Regions from separate parts of the Manis pentadactyla genome. Here region 1 is linked to region 2. The links are chromatin contacts, called in public Hi-C maps. All regions are on one chromosome and are shown on one strand. Each heading gives the region's core, a stretch centred on a gene start, on an enhancer-like site or on the middle of the called end of the contact. The rest is flanking DNA. Distances are from core to core; before and after follow the strand shown. Region 1 holds the start of OVOL3 (ovo like zinc finger 3). Region 2 holds the start of APLP1 (amyloid beta precursor like protein 1).

Evidence for each region. A called contact is a pair of places that touch in the nucleus more often than the background predicts.
Region 1: a contact with region 2 is called in a Hi-C map of skin fibroblasts, with 8 times the contacts expected there. The contact joins the promoter of OVOL3 here to the promoter of APLP1 in region 2. A contact is called at or near these places in 2 of 3 Hi-C or Micro-C datasets (fibroblasts and skin fibroblasts).

The regions. Positions count from the first base shown.
Region 1 is chr15:19,795,925-19,802,791 of mManPen7.hap1, reverse strand. OVOL3 (ovo like zinc finger 3) reads right to left here and starts at 4,452. Exons shown (of 3, transcript XM_036929091.2): 1 at 3,977-4,452; 2 at 2,759-2,954; 3 at 2,117-2,325. The coding sequence starts at 4,207. The coding sequence ends at 2,117. WDR62 (WD repeat domain 62) reads right to left here. Exons shown (of 33, transcript XM_036929080.2): 33 at 3,965-4,041. POLR2I (RNA polymerase II subunit I) reads left to right here and starts at 808. Exons shown (of 6, transcript XM_036929092.2): 1 at 808-959; 2 at 1,037-1,091; 3 at 1,381-1,454; 4 at 1,536-1,610; 5 at 1,691-1,742; 6 at 1,963-2,068. The coding sequence starts at 901. The coding sequence ends at 2,025. It overlaps TBCB (tubulin folding cofactor B), which reads right to left and starts at 366. Exons shown (of 6, transcript XM_036929086.2): 1 at 142-366. The coding sequence starts at 255.
Region 2 is chr15:19,616,497-19,623,490 of mManPen7.hap1, reverse strand. APLP1 (amyloid beta precursor like protein 1) reads right to left here and starts at 5,441. Exons shown (of 16, transcript XM_036929056.2): 1 at 5,188-5,441; 2 at 4,197-4,340; 3 at 3,237-3,369; 4 at 2,902-3,014; 5 at 2,537-2,670; 6 at 2,244-2,428; 7 at 1,668-1,798; 8 at 1,236-1,310; 9 at 256-414; 10 at 50-178. The coding sequence starts at 5,334. KIRREL2 (kirre like nephrin family adhesion molecule 2) reads right to left here. Exons shown (of 15, transcript XM_057493061.1): 15 at 6,143-6,994. The coding sequence ends at 6,994.

The DNA of each region.
Region 1 (6,867 bases), core at 3,203-5,702, 180 kb before region 2:
CCATTGGGGCCCCTTCCCCATCTCGGCAACGCCGGCTTATCTCGTGCCCCTCTCGCGTTCGGGAAGCCCCACCATTTCTTCTGTGCCCCGCCCCCTCAGCCCTACGCCCCGCCCCTCCGGACCCCGCCCCCACGGCCACACCTTGAACTCAGCTATGGTGAGGCTGCGACTGTACCGCTTCTCGGAGCGAAAGCTGTTGAGAGAGCTGCTGATGAAAACGGTCACTGTAGGCGCCGACACCCCGGTCACCTCCATCTCGCCGCGCCCAGCCAGGGCCCGCAGCCCGGTGAGACAGCCTCACAACGGCTCCGCAACCGCTGCCGCCGCCGCTTCTGGGCTAGCCGACCTTCCCCCTGCTCCCCACGTGGCCAATCTACGCTCTCCTGTAAGGAGGGCTCGCCAATCGCCGCCGTCTCTTCTCTGGCTCCCTAGCCAATCCTGAAAGGCCTTCCATGGCGCACAGTTCTTCCAATGGCCGTACGAGAAAAGATCCGGGCAGGAGAAGGCTGAAGCCGAGAGGATGGACTGGCAAGAGTTACCGCGTCCGCGAAGGGTAAACTCGCGCATGTGCACTGGCCTTCAGCCAGCAGCGAGCAATGGCTCCTTTCATGCTTAGGGATTTGCGGGGTTCGTGTCGCACCGTGTTCCCAGCTCTCGTACCACACTACTTTATAAACCGGGAAAGCGAGACCCAAAAATTGGAAGCAATTACTCTAAGATAGCAAAAGATTTAGCAAGCATTGATCAGACCTCAGGCAGAGCACCGAGCACCAAGCTGCAGGGAGCCAGTACGTACGCGCAGCTCCGCCCCCTTTTTGGCGAAGCAACTAGGCCTGACCCTTCCCGCGACCTGTCGCGCGGCGGAGAGAACGCGGAAGGCTGGGCGGGCAGTGCGTAGCTATGGAACCTGACGGGACCTACGAACCGGGTTTCGTGGGTATTCGATTCTGCCAGGAATGGTGAGGCTGGGGTAGCAGGAGTGGAGGGGAGCAAGTAATGGCGCCAGGACTGACTTCTGACATCCCTTTCCCCACAGTAACAACATGCTTTACCCCAAGGAGGACAAGGAGAACCGCATTCTGCTCTACGCGGTGAGCGCTAGCCCGCGGGGCGCCCCGGTCTTTCCCACCTGTCCAGAGGTTCCCAACGTGACCCCTACTCCCTGTTACATACCCCACGCACCCTACTCTCGCCTCCTGACTTTACCCTGAGTGAACCCGAGGTGTCTTGTTCATCGCCAAGGTGATTCTCGATCCACCTATTGTCCCAACCTCCAAGACTCCATCTCCTAGTCACCTTCTCCGAGGAAGACCTTGCCCTCCCTTCCCGTCCTATCGGGATCTCTCCGTGACCCCCTCCCCCACATTCGTCCTCTCACAGTGCCGGAATTGTGATTACCAGCAGGAAGCCGACAACAGTTGCATCTATGTCAACAAAATCACGCACGAAGTGGAGTGAGTCAGCAGGACTGAAGCTTGGGAACAGGGTTGTTGGCTTGGGAAGCCTCCATAATTATTCACCCTCTGTTTCCTCAGCGAACTGACCCAGATAATCGCTGACGTGTCCCAGGACCCCACGTTGCCGCGAACCGAGGACCACCCGTGCCAAAAGTGAGCGCGCAGCTGGTATTGGGGGCAGAGGAGGGAGAAGGGAAAGGCATGGCAGGCTGAGTGGCTGACTGTCCCCTCAGGTGTGGCCACAAGGAGGCGGTGTTCTTCCAGTCGCACAGTGCCCGGGCAGAGGTGAGTAGCACGAGAAAGGAAGGCTGAGTATCTTGGGCTTAGACCTTGCCCAGGGCGGGGATACCACTACCGGGGGGACCCTGGCGTCCTGAGCTGGACATTTACCAGTGGGGAAAGTCCCATTGTCTGTTATTTTGGGGTGAGGCTCTGCTGGATGAGGTTCCATATTGTACCCTCTGTTGGGTCTAGACCCTTCCTGACTGTGGGTCCTTTCTGCCAGGATGCCATGCGCTTGTACTACGTGTGCACAGCCCCGCACTGTGGCCACCGCTGGACCGAGTGAACCAGCCTCCCCCATGTGTAATAAATGCTGTGTTCTTTGCATACATTTCCTGATTTATTTGCCTCTCACGGGCTGATTACTTGGTGCGGTCTCAAGCAGAGCGGTGCAGGGCGCAGTGCTGTGCATAGGTGTCAGGCCGCGAGCTGGTGAAGCCACAGTCCTCACATACATGCAGCTTCTCACGGCGCTCACGATAAGCATAGCTGGCTGGCTGCCCGTGCACCTTGGCAAGATGCGCTTCAAGTGAGCAGCGTTGTGTAAATGCTTTCCCACAAGCCCTGCAGCGGAATGGCCGGATCCCTGCATCCATGGACCAGAGCAGGAGCAGACAGACAGCAATGACGTCTAGACCAAAGCCTCCACATTTTGTCTTCCATTTGCATTCCCCCATTCCGATTCTAAGCTCACCAGACTCCATCTATGTCCCACCATCTGCTGCCTCCACCCACTGCAAATATGAGCCAGACACCTGTGTCCCCACCCTCATAGGATGTTCTTTCCCCTGGAAAGAGGGAGTGGGCCTTTCCCTTGCACTCTTTAACCTGGGACCTAAATCCTGTAACCAGTGCCTGTCTTCCATCTACACCCCGCAGCTGGCCTCTACCCTGCCTCCACCTTACATCCACCCTCAGGGATCCGAGGTACACTACACCGTGTTCTGGGCACTTCCCTCCATTCCATTCTACCCCTACTTGGGGCCCAGTAGCCCCTCCCTGTCCCTGCCTCTCCTCACCAGTGTGAGTCCTCATGTGGCGCTTGAGGTCGAAGGCATCGTGAAAGCCCTTGCCACAACAGCGGCACACGTGGCGGCGTGCAGGACTGTGGCACTTGAGGTGTCGAGTCAGCATGCGCTGCAGTGGAAAGGTCTTGTGGCAGAGTGGGCAGCCAAGTGTCCCAGGGCCCTTGGGAGTGGCAGCGAGAGTGGCATGCTGTGGGAGGGATGTGGGAGTTAAACCCCACCAAATGACCACCAACTGCCCCCGCCCATCCTACCCCCCACCTCCGACCAGAGCAAATGGAGTGCCTAGAACGGAGCCAAGGAGGTCTGGGAAGGCCAGAGACTATTATTTGTGAGTGCACATGCCACCCTCTCCATGGCCTTCCCTGACCATCCCCCATTGCTTTTACCTTGCTTTATATTTCTCCATAGCACATACCAACTTCCAACGTACATATTTTTCTAGTTTTATTGCCTACATCTGCACCCCCATCAGATTATAAACTTCAGGAAGGCAGGAACTTTTGTCTTATTCCTGCTAAATACACATTGCCTGCCTAGAATAGTCCCTAGCCTTCAATAAATACTGAAATAATCTTAAGCATATCTGCACTCCTAGTGCTTCCCTTCTGCCAGTGAATTCACAGCTGAATACCCCTTCTGAGAGGCCCCAATCTCCTGTCCCCACCCCTCAAATCATTTTTCAGCTTGAATCCTGTTCCTCTGCCCCACTGGACAAAGAGATCCCTGGGGGCAGAGAATGGCTTCCCACCATGGGGAAATGGTGCTGGGGATGAAGTCTAACAGCTCTCTACTAAGAATGGAAAGGCCTATCAACAATACTTCAATAAAAAAATAGTAACTCCTTAACAGTACACATAGATGCAATAAAACTGCATAAAAAGAAAAAAAGGGAGCAATAACAACACAAGATTCAGAGAGATGGTTTCCTTGGGTAGGGGGAGACAGAGGGATAGGTTGATAGGAAACCATGTGGTTAAATGAGGCCTAGGGTCAGATTTAAATACCATTTTGGATGCTGGGTGGTGGATACCTGAGCTATGAAGAAAAAAAAAAAAAGGCCATCCCAGCAGAGAACAGTGGATGGAAAGGGGCTGAGGCTGGAGGGGCATGTGCAAATGGGCTGGGGAAGTAAGAGCCAGTCAGGTTCTGCAGAGGCAGACAGCAGAGGGGGTGAAACAGCAGGGGCTTGTGGGGCAGCTGCAGACTCACCGCTATCCAAGGATCCCCAAGGCTGGAAGATTGATGTGCTGGTGGCCCCCCAAGGCTGTTGCAGTCTGAGGAGAGAAGCCAGAGTAATACTTTGTGTCTCCCCTACCCCGCACCTCCGGGCCCAGTGAGGGGCCCACCTGGGACATAGGTGTCTCCCCGAAGCTGGTCAGGCAGGTGGCCCCAGTTAGGTGGCTGTGGACGCCGACTCCTGACGAGGAAGGCACGGGGCATGGTGAGATGGCTCCACTCATACACACGCGCGCGCACACACACACACACACACACAAAAGCTGCCTCCACCTGCTGTCAGGCCTCAGCCCCAGGATGACTCCGGGTGGGAAGGGAGGGGAAGCCATGGAGGAGCCTTATTCTCTCCATGCAAATTTTGTGACCGGCCCAGGGAGCCAACTCTGCTGGCTCCAGTTACCTCTGCCGCGGGGCCTGCCATTCCTGCCCTTTCCTGTGTGCCAGGTTCCTGAGAGCACTCTCCAGCCCCGGAGCAGACCAGCTTTAGGACCCCCCAAGGAAGTCAAACAAGGGCAAGACTGGAGCTTAAGCAGCCCCTAGGTGTGCTAAGAGCTCTTAGGAAACAGAGACCCCAGAGGGGCTGCATGTCTTCCCACAGTACCAGCAGGGCCAAGGACCTGAGGGTCTGTTTGCCAGGCAAATCAGTCCCCACTGGACATCCAACAGCCTGCTTGGTTATTCAAATCACAGCAGCTGTTTGAGGACGCAGGGACGGGGGTGACTGTGATTGCTTGCTCCAGAGGGTGGAGGGCTAGCAGGGTCCAGTAGGTAAGGGAAGAGTGAGCATCCAGGCCATGCATCTTAAGCAGGAGGCTCTACCTCTCTGATCTTCAGATGCCCAGAGCTGACATTCAGCCAGAAGCACTGCTTAGGTGTAGAAGGCATTCAAATACTGGTTTATTAATAGTCCGGCTCCTAGTGACTGCTTGGAACACCACCCCCACGCCCTTCCTGTCCAGGAACTAAAAGGAATCACCTGATAGAGGCAGGGGCTCCCAGGACTCTACCCTCAGCACTCTAGCTGGGATGTGCTCTAGCTTAGTTATTGTTTGACCTCTTAACCAAGGGTTAAGGATTTTGAATATTCCCCATACCATTACTTTCATTTATTCACCTAACAATTTCCTGAGCTCCAACTATAGGTTAGGCCTAACTTGGCACAGAAAATGAACACATACTTAGTCGATGGGGGAAACATGTGACAGCCCAGAATGAGCACACCTGTGACAGGAAGCCCAGGCAGAGGGATCCAAGCTGCAATCAAGAAAACTCAGGGGTACTGGGGTGCCCAAGAGAGGCCCCTGATCTAGTCTAAGGTTCAGGATGGCTTCCTGGGCATGAGCCCTGAAGGAAAAAGAGTTTCCACACAAAGGGAACAGGCTATACAGAGGCTTCGGGATGCGAGAAGCAGTATTTCATTTCTTCACACTCGATGGGAGTCGTCCTGCTGATTCGTTTGGGGAAGCAGGGAGGCAGTGCTGAGTCAGCTGGCCCAGAGCTTTGCCACGTTATCTCTGCAGGACTTGGGCAAGTCTCTTTGTGCTGAGCTTTGGCTTCTTCATCTGGAAAACAGGACTAATGAGTCTCCTATCAGTCACTGGTTTGTGCTGAGGACCCATGTAGATCATGTGGAGAGACTGTTTAGCATGGGTGCTAGCAAGTGGCAGACATACACAAGAGGTTTTGAGGAAGTCTTGAGGAATGGGGTGGTCAGGCAAGCATCTGAGTTTCAATATACCCATCCCTAAAATGGGGTTTTAAGTGTCTCCATCTCACAACTGCTGGATTTCATGCAGTCATGACTGGAGTGCCCAGCACAGGTCTAGCAGTGCGCTATCTGGGATGTGCCCAGCACGGAGTGCAGGAGGCAAATTGCACTGAATGAGCTAGCAAATGGGTGAGGGGGCCGTTTTGTTTCTTCTCAAGTGCACAGTTCTCCATGCCCAGCACCTTGTCTCTTGAGGTAACGTTCCTGTGTTGCTGAAAACACAATAGAGAAGAAATCTGGGCCTGGGTGTCTTTATTTGCCCCCAGGAACTTGTTCTGTCCTGTTCTGCCCTATTCCATGTCCTGGGAGGCTGACCTGGGTGGGCAGCAGCATCTGGCCTCCTGTGCCCTCTAGCTTCCAGTAGGGCTTGAGCCATGGAGAGCCCTGAAGATGGGAGAGGGGATTCCGCCTAACTCCCTCCCTGTGGGGGTGCAAGGGACACAGCTCCCCTTAGGGTAGCCCTGTCTCCAGGATGTGCTCTTCTGGGTTGCACTTTGTCCCCTTGTGCCTCGTGGTCGGGGTGGGGGCTGAGGGCAATAGCTCTTCCCTGGGACCAGCCCAGGGTACTGTGTTGGCCCTGTGGTTTCCCTACTCTCTGCCCACTCCTTTGCAAATGATCCCGTCACTCAACTCTCTTTAAAACACCTCATGTGAGAATGCTGTCCTCTTCCTGTTGGGACTCTGTAGGTTCACAAGCCACACACACACATTCACCAGCAGTGGTTGCTAAACCAGCTGGTTAGTGCAAGGACAAAGTGTGGTCCTTCCAGGGCTGAAGAGCTCAGCATTAAGTGGAGAATGGCAGAGACACCAGGTCCTCTCTAACTACCAGCCCACCCTCCTTTTGTTCTGAGAGTCCAATTTTGAGTAGTCACATGCCCAGGAGAAGTGTTTGTCGAAGCAAATCGAAACAATCTCTATTCCTGTTTCCTATGACTGCTTTGAAAGGGGAGGAGACATCTAGGAAGCCTTTGTACTTTTCCCCACTACCCTGGCAGCTGCCTCGCTTCAAGGCTTTGCCCCTGGTTGGATGAGGGGTACCGCTGAGTGCTATGGCAACCGTGTTGCAGCTGTGAGGGCCTATGCTGGAGGGTGA
Region 2 (6,994 bases), core at 4,192-6,691:
TGGGGCCTGAGGGAGGGCAGGGTCCATGGAGCTGGAGGGATCCCAGCACCTGGAAGCGCATCTGCTGGGCCTTCTCGGGATCCACGGCGGCCACATGCTGGTAGTGCCTCAGGGTGTGCCTTTGCTCCTTCTGCTCTGCCCGCAGGTAGCGCCGCAGTGCCAGCAGGATGCGCTCTGCCTGTGGAAGGGATGGACGCTGCCAGGCCTGCCCCAGGTCTTTTCACCCTCTGCCCTCCTCCCCCATGGCTCCCACACCTGAGGCGGGTCCCCTTGCAGTGCCGCCAGGAACCCTTCCAAGGCGGCCCGGCGCTGGTCATTGATAAGGGCGATGACTCGGGTGGCATGAGTCTCCACCAGGCGCTGCCGCTCCCCAGACACCTGCTCCTCCAAGGTCTGCAGAATGGACTGGAAGTGCTGGTGAAGGGGTGGGCACAGGTCAGGAGAGGTGAAGAAGGTCAAAGGCAGGGTCGAAGACAGCCTGGAAGGAAGGGCTATAGGACATGCAGTGGGTCTAGACCTGGGCAAAGTCAACCTTGGGGTGGGGCTGGATTACAGGAGACTGACTGGAAGGGTGGGGCTATAGGGCCAGGGAGCGGATCTCAGAACGCAAATCTACTGGGTAGGAAATCTAGGTACAGAGCTGACCTGCAATAAGGTGAAAGGGACCAAGTATTATAGGAAAGGTAGGGCTCTGGGCCTGGGCAGGGCCAACTGGAGTCAGGCTGTGCATAAATGTGACTGAGAGGGGTGGAGCAAGAGTCAGGGGACAGGGCTAACCTGAGTGAGGGGAGGGGGGGATTTACAGGGGGTAGGGCTGCACCAAGATGAGGTTGAGTCATGAGGCTGGGCCTACTGAGGAGGGATTGAGTAAAGTGAGATTAGAGGGGCAGGATCAGATCACGGGGTGGAGCCCCCAAGGCCTCCCAGAGGCAGCGAAGGACCTGGCTGTATCTGCAGGGGTCCAGCTTGGGAGAGGACTCCAGAACCAGCCCTCAGAGGTAAGGATCAAGTTAAGACAGGCCAAAACATTGCCAGTCTGAGGAGGAGAGCAATAATATCAGGTCAAGACACAGGCCAAGAAGGGCGGAACAAAATGTTGGGGTGGGGCCAGGAGAGGCCGATATCAGTAGGAAGGGTTAGAAGTGGATGAGGCTGGACAAGGTGTGAGTCAGGCTGAGCCAGGTGTGCCCCAGGAGAAGACAGGCAAGAGCAGGACCCACTGGAGGTTGTCCTACCTCATTCAAGGCCTGTCTGTCAGCTTTAGGCAGGTTCTTGGATTGATTGTCTGCCATGGCCCATTCACGCATCACCTGGGACCAAGGAAAGCTTCAGGATTCTAGAATCCACCCTGCTCCACCCAGTGAGCCCCCCAATTTCTCTTCAAGACTTTGGAGGCTCCAGACTCCTTTAGTCACACTGGCTCTTTGGTTTCCAGGAAGGAAGACTCAGAAGATTTCAAGTTGAAGAGTACCATGCACCCGAGTTTCCATAGAATCTCAGTGGGATTCTAGGTGGGCAAGGGGTCCCTCATCTTAGGGGTGGTGTTGAGGGCTGGGGGTTGGTGACTTGGGGAGCTTTTGGAGGTAGTCTTAGCATGTCTCTGAGGAATCTCCTGGTATTTAGTGAACTCTGTGTTGTGGTGGATCCTAGGACCCTAGTATCATCACCTCATTAATCTGGCGCATCCTACGCTCCTCCAGGTCCATCTTGGCCCGCAGAAACCCCTCATGTTCACTGATTTCTCCAGGCATGCCGAAGTACACGTCCACACCATCTGTAGGCCTCAGAGTGGGAGTCACTGCAACACCAAGAATCAGGGGATCCGCAGCCTGAAGCCCATCTCCAGGTCACTTTCCTTTCTGGGGAACTACATTTTCTAGAGTATAATACATCATGTGTCTACCTTAGCCATAGTTGCTGCCTGGTATAATGGGAGATACAGTTCTAGACTGGGCCTGTTCTTGCAAAGTTTAGGAATCCTCCAAGCTTTTCACAAATAATCCTTAGGACCTACGAAATGGCTTCTCTGTTTCCAGGTACCCCCAAACCACCCTCACTTTTTGCATTCTTCACAGGCCAGCCCTTCCATCACTACTTCATGCAAAGCCACTTCCATCCTTACTGTTTCCCCAAGTTGGGCCTCTCCCCAGCAGGTCCCTCCCCAAACTCTCCCCACACCAAGGCTCCCTCAAATCATCCTCTCTCTAGCATGGAGGCGACTAGAGGCTCAAAGACTGCTTCACCTTTGCTAACCCCTGCAGGGGTATGAGAGCTTGAGGGTGGGACTCTTTCCTCCTCTTCTTTCTCTTCAGCCTGAGGGGGCTCCACAAAGTAATCGTCTACTGGCTGGAGGAAGGATTCCTCCTCTTCCTCGTCCTCACTTCCTTCTGCTCTGCCCCTCATGGGCCAGGACCGGGTGGAGGGGTCACTGAAGGAACAGAGACCCGAGGCAATAAGAACCCAGTCCCAGGCCCCAGGCTTTCATCTCCTGCCTTGGGAACTTTGGGATGGGCGTAGAGGGTTCCAGCCCACTCACCCAACTGCTGTCCCAGACGGGTCGGGGGTCACTGGAGGGGGGCAGCACACATACTCCACACCTCGGTACCGATCTGTGCCACAGGGCAAAAGCATGCCTGATCCATGCAGGATGAGGCCCTGGGAGCTGCAGGCCTGCAGGAAGAATGGGCCCAGATGCTAGGATTTTGGGGTAGGAGAAGGCAGAGGGGGAGCCTGGATGCCTGGGTCGTGGGGGTTGATGGGGCTGGGAGCCTGGATTCCTAGTTCTGTCCCAGTGGGAATAGGAGGCTGAGGCCCAGATTCTTGGGTTCTGGAGGAGGAGGGTGTTGGCGGACTGGACTCCTGGATTCTGGGGGATGAGGATGGATGGGCCAGCGTCCTGACCTCCTGTGCCTCCTGATGCCTCCGGGTTGAACTCTCACACTGGTCCATGCGCTCCTGGTGCAAGAACCGGCAGCCTTCGGGCACCAGCAGGGCCTCACTCACGAATTCACTCGCTGGGGAGTTTGGGGGTACCAGAGTGAGACCTTAGTCACTAGCCACTAGTCCCATAGCCACTAGCACCCCCCTCCTCAGAATCCAGATATTTTATCATTTCTTCTCTGCCCAACTCTGTACCCAGGCAACCAGCTCCCTAATGTGAGCCTGAGACCAGGACCCAGAATCTCACCCCTTGGAAACTCCCACCTCCCTTCTCCCTCCCCCAGCTTGTGACTCACGCAGGCAGTGGAAAGGCACAACCTCGTGGTGGAGGTGGGCACAGCGGCCACCCCGGGCACCCCCACACCAGTGCTCCATGGGGATGGCCTGCGTCGCCTGTTCCACACGTGCTATCTGTAGATCCGGGTACATCTGGGGGCACCGGGTGGGGGCAATTAACCCACGGCCCCGCCCATGCCAGCCGCGTTCTCCCTCTTCAAATCTCTGGTGTTCATAAGGACCTCCACTTCCTAGGCTCTGCTTCTCTATAGAACCAGTCAGGTATCTAAGTCACGCAGGCCCATTGGCTACGCCCCCTAGTAGCTCTCCCTTAAAAGCCCTACCGTCCCTAAGGGCCCCTTTGCCAGTCTGGTTTCTTTTCTAAGGTCCCTCCAGAAACTCAATCCCTCTAAGCCCGCCTCTCTTCTAGTCACTTCTGCCCCCTCCCCCAGTCAGGTTCATCACCCCATAGGTTCCACCCTTCTTTAAGCCTCTTCTCTTTCTCTGGCCTCTCAGTGAAGAGTACTTTCTCTTTGTGTTAGACCTGCCTTTTCATAGCGACACCTCCGAGCTTTCCGTGGTCTCTTTGGGCTCCACCCCTTTTCCTATCTTGTTAGTCCTTCAGATTTTTTCCTCTTAGTCCTGCCCCACCTTTAACCACGTCCATCTATACATACCCTTACTCTTTAAGGGGCCCATAACATACCGCTAAACTGTTGTCTTTTCACTGGATGCCTTTCTTAGCTGGCCATATCTGCATGGTACTCCCCCTTTGCTGACCTAGTTTCTCAAAAATAGGTTCCACCCTTTCCTAAATTCGACTCTTTTTTGGCCATGCTCTCTAGCTTCTCACGCCTTCTTAGATCCCTCATTCTCCCTGGACCATGCCTTTAAGCACCACTAGCTTCTGAGGCGCTACCCGGCCGCGTGTTGGACCAGCTTTCCCGCTGACCACGCCCATCCCAGTAGGCCCCGCCCACCTGTCTGCAGTACTCCAGCACGCGTTGCGGGTCCCGGAGACAGCGTCGCGAGCGCTGTGCGTCTGGTTCCCAGCGGCCGGTGCGCAGGTCCCGGTGAAGTGCTAGGCGCCCGCATAGTCCAGCCACCTGGGCCGACCCCGGGGCCTGGGGGTGGGAGCGGAGTCAGCGAGGGCCTGGGGTCGTCGGCTTTGGGTCCCCCGGACCTTTGCTCTCTAGGATCCAGATGTTCAGATCCCCAGCACCAGCCCCCTCCACCAAACACTGCGCGCCCGCCTCCGTTGAGGTACTGCTCCTCGGGAAACTGCTCCCACAGGGCGGGGGCGCAACAGCTCTCCTGTTGCTATGGCGACCCGGGTCCCTCGGGATTCTCGGGGCCTGTTGCCGCGGACACAGGCTCCGCCCCCACATCGGCGCAGCCGCACTGGGGCCCGAAGGGGTTAAAGCTGAATCGCGGGGGAGGCGGCCAGAACCCAGGCGTCTGGCCCCTCCTCCCTCCATCCCAGCTCAGGCTCTGATTCTCGGGTGCAAAGACGAGAAGGCCTGGCTTCAGGGCCCTGCAAGCGTGGACATCTAGTCCTTGAAGGCTGGAAAGCTACATCTGGGCTGGGTGGCGGTGGTTGGAGGCCTAGACTCCTGAGTTCTGGGAGGCTACAGGGCCCCTCAAATGGGTCCAGTGGATGCAAGGGGTACGGATTCTTGGATCCAGGTGCTTTGCGGTCTAGTGGGTCCACGTTCATGTGGGAAGGGGTCGGGGCTGAGTTACCTAGGTCGAGAGGGTCTGAGGGAGCTGGACTTCAAGCCAGTTCCTATGCTAGGGGCGAGAGGCGCCTGGATTACAGACGATAAGGGATATGGAGCTTGGACTCGGTTAGGAGAGCCTGGGGGCCAGCCACCTGGTAGAATGACTGCCTTTTCTGGCCTGGACAAGTCCGGTTTGGGGGCCCAGAGTCCCAGTCCCTTCCCGCATTCCCCAGGACCCGCCGGGCCTCACCTCGGCTGCACCGGGACTCCCACCGCTCAAGCTCCCGACGGCGAGCTGCGCGCGCAGAAGCAGAGGCAGTAGTGTCAGCAATAGCTGCAGCGGCGGCGGCCCTCGGCGGCAGCCCAGATCGCGAGCGGCGGGGCGTACGGGCCCCATGTCCCGGCCCTCACGCCCTCACGTCCCTTGCACTCCCGCCCGGCCCCAGCGGTGACAGGAGCTCCCAGCGCCGCCGCCGCCGCCACCTCCCGCCGCCCCCGGGCTGCGCCGGCGCCGCCAACCCCGCCCCGCGCCGGCCCCGCCTTCCAGGCCAGGACAATAGCGTGGCAGCTCTGCGCAGAGTGGAGGAGATCGGGAACCCCCGGTGGGAGCCTGCGCCAGGCCCCCGCCCCCTTGAGACTCCGGCGTCCCACCACTGCCAGGGCCTTGCCAGGAGTCTGGGTCATGGGCTCCTCCGCTGTGGATTTTGAATCTGCCCTCAGGACCCTTAGACCCAGACACACACAAATCAGCTTCCTCCTTTTCCGGGGATGCCAGCATTGGAGAATCCCCCTCTTGTCTCCCAAACCCCACCTCCCTGCCCAACAAATTCCTTTCCTAAGATCGCAGGAATACAGGCCTCTACAATTTCTCCAATTAAGAACACAGCAGTTAAGATCTAGCCCCCTTCTCCCTTAGATCCAGGAGTCTGGGTCCCAGACATTTTTCTCAGGACCACAGACAAAGCCCACAGTCCTTTTCACTAAGACCCAGGAGTCTAGGCCGTCTACTCTGCTCCCCAAAGATCCTAGGTCTGGACCTTTAATTCCTAGGTTAAGGATCCATGAACCAAAGCCTTCAGACCCCTTGTTTAAGGATAACCTGAATCAGACCCCATACTCACTCTAAGGACCTACCCTTAACCTCTGTCTCCCTGCCTTCTCTTCAGGACTCATTGCTTTGTCTCCTCTAATGACAGTGTAGAATTCTGTCCTCCCCAAGCTGAATGGGGCGGCCCTGTCCTGTGTGTGCATCCATAGGTGTATGTTTGTGTAGATGCGTATTAAAGAGCCTGAAGCTCTGAACAAGTAGCCAGGGGCTGGGAGGTGGCTTACAGTTTTGCTCCTACAGCCACTTCATAGCCTAGGGTTAGAAGAAGGGCCCTGGGGCAGGTTCAGTGGATACTTTCCTTGATGTAGAGTAATAATGTGAGGAGAATCCTTAAAACACATTCACTGCTCCACTTTTTTTTATTAAACATAAATATTTTCATCCCCAGATTCCACCCCAACACACACACCTGTGACAGTTCTCACCCTATTTTTACTCCTTGAGCCCAATTCTTCCAGGGCCTTTAGGAGGTTGGAAGGAATCAAGATTGTAACTTGCCCTCTTGACTTCACTTCCATTGGCCAAGCAAATTGCACCTCAGGGAGAACAGGATAGGACCTGGTCTAGCTTCCACCTTCATCTGCCCTATGCTGCCTCTCTTATTAATGCAGGTGGTGATCCTGAAATATCTTCTTTCAGTGTCTGAAAACAACTTCCATTCCTGCCCCTAACACCCATCACCCCATGTCCCCATCCCTCTGCAAAAAGCTCATTTGTCATCTTGAATATCTTTTGCATAGGAGAATAGGTGGGCACAGTGGCCATCTTGCTCCCACTTGGGGCATCCCCTTAGCTGAGCTCACTGTAAATCAAGGATCCAGACAGTTGTAACGATCTTTCCCTCCCCTCAATGTTCAGTTTTGGAGAAATAAGGTTACCAACTTGTTCTGGTTCCTCAGAAATCAGGACAGTCCATTATGGCAAGCTGAAGATCTCAGGACTCTTCAGT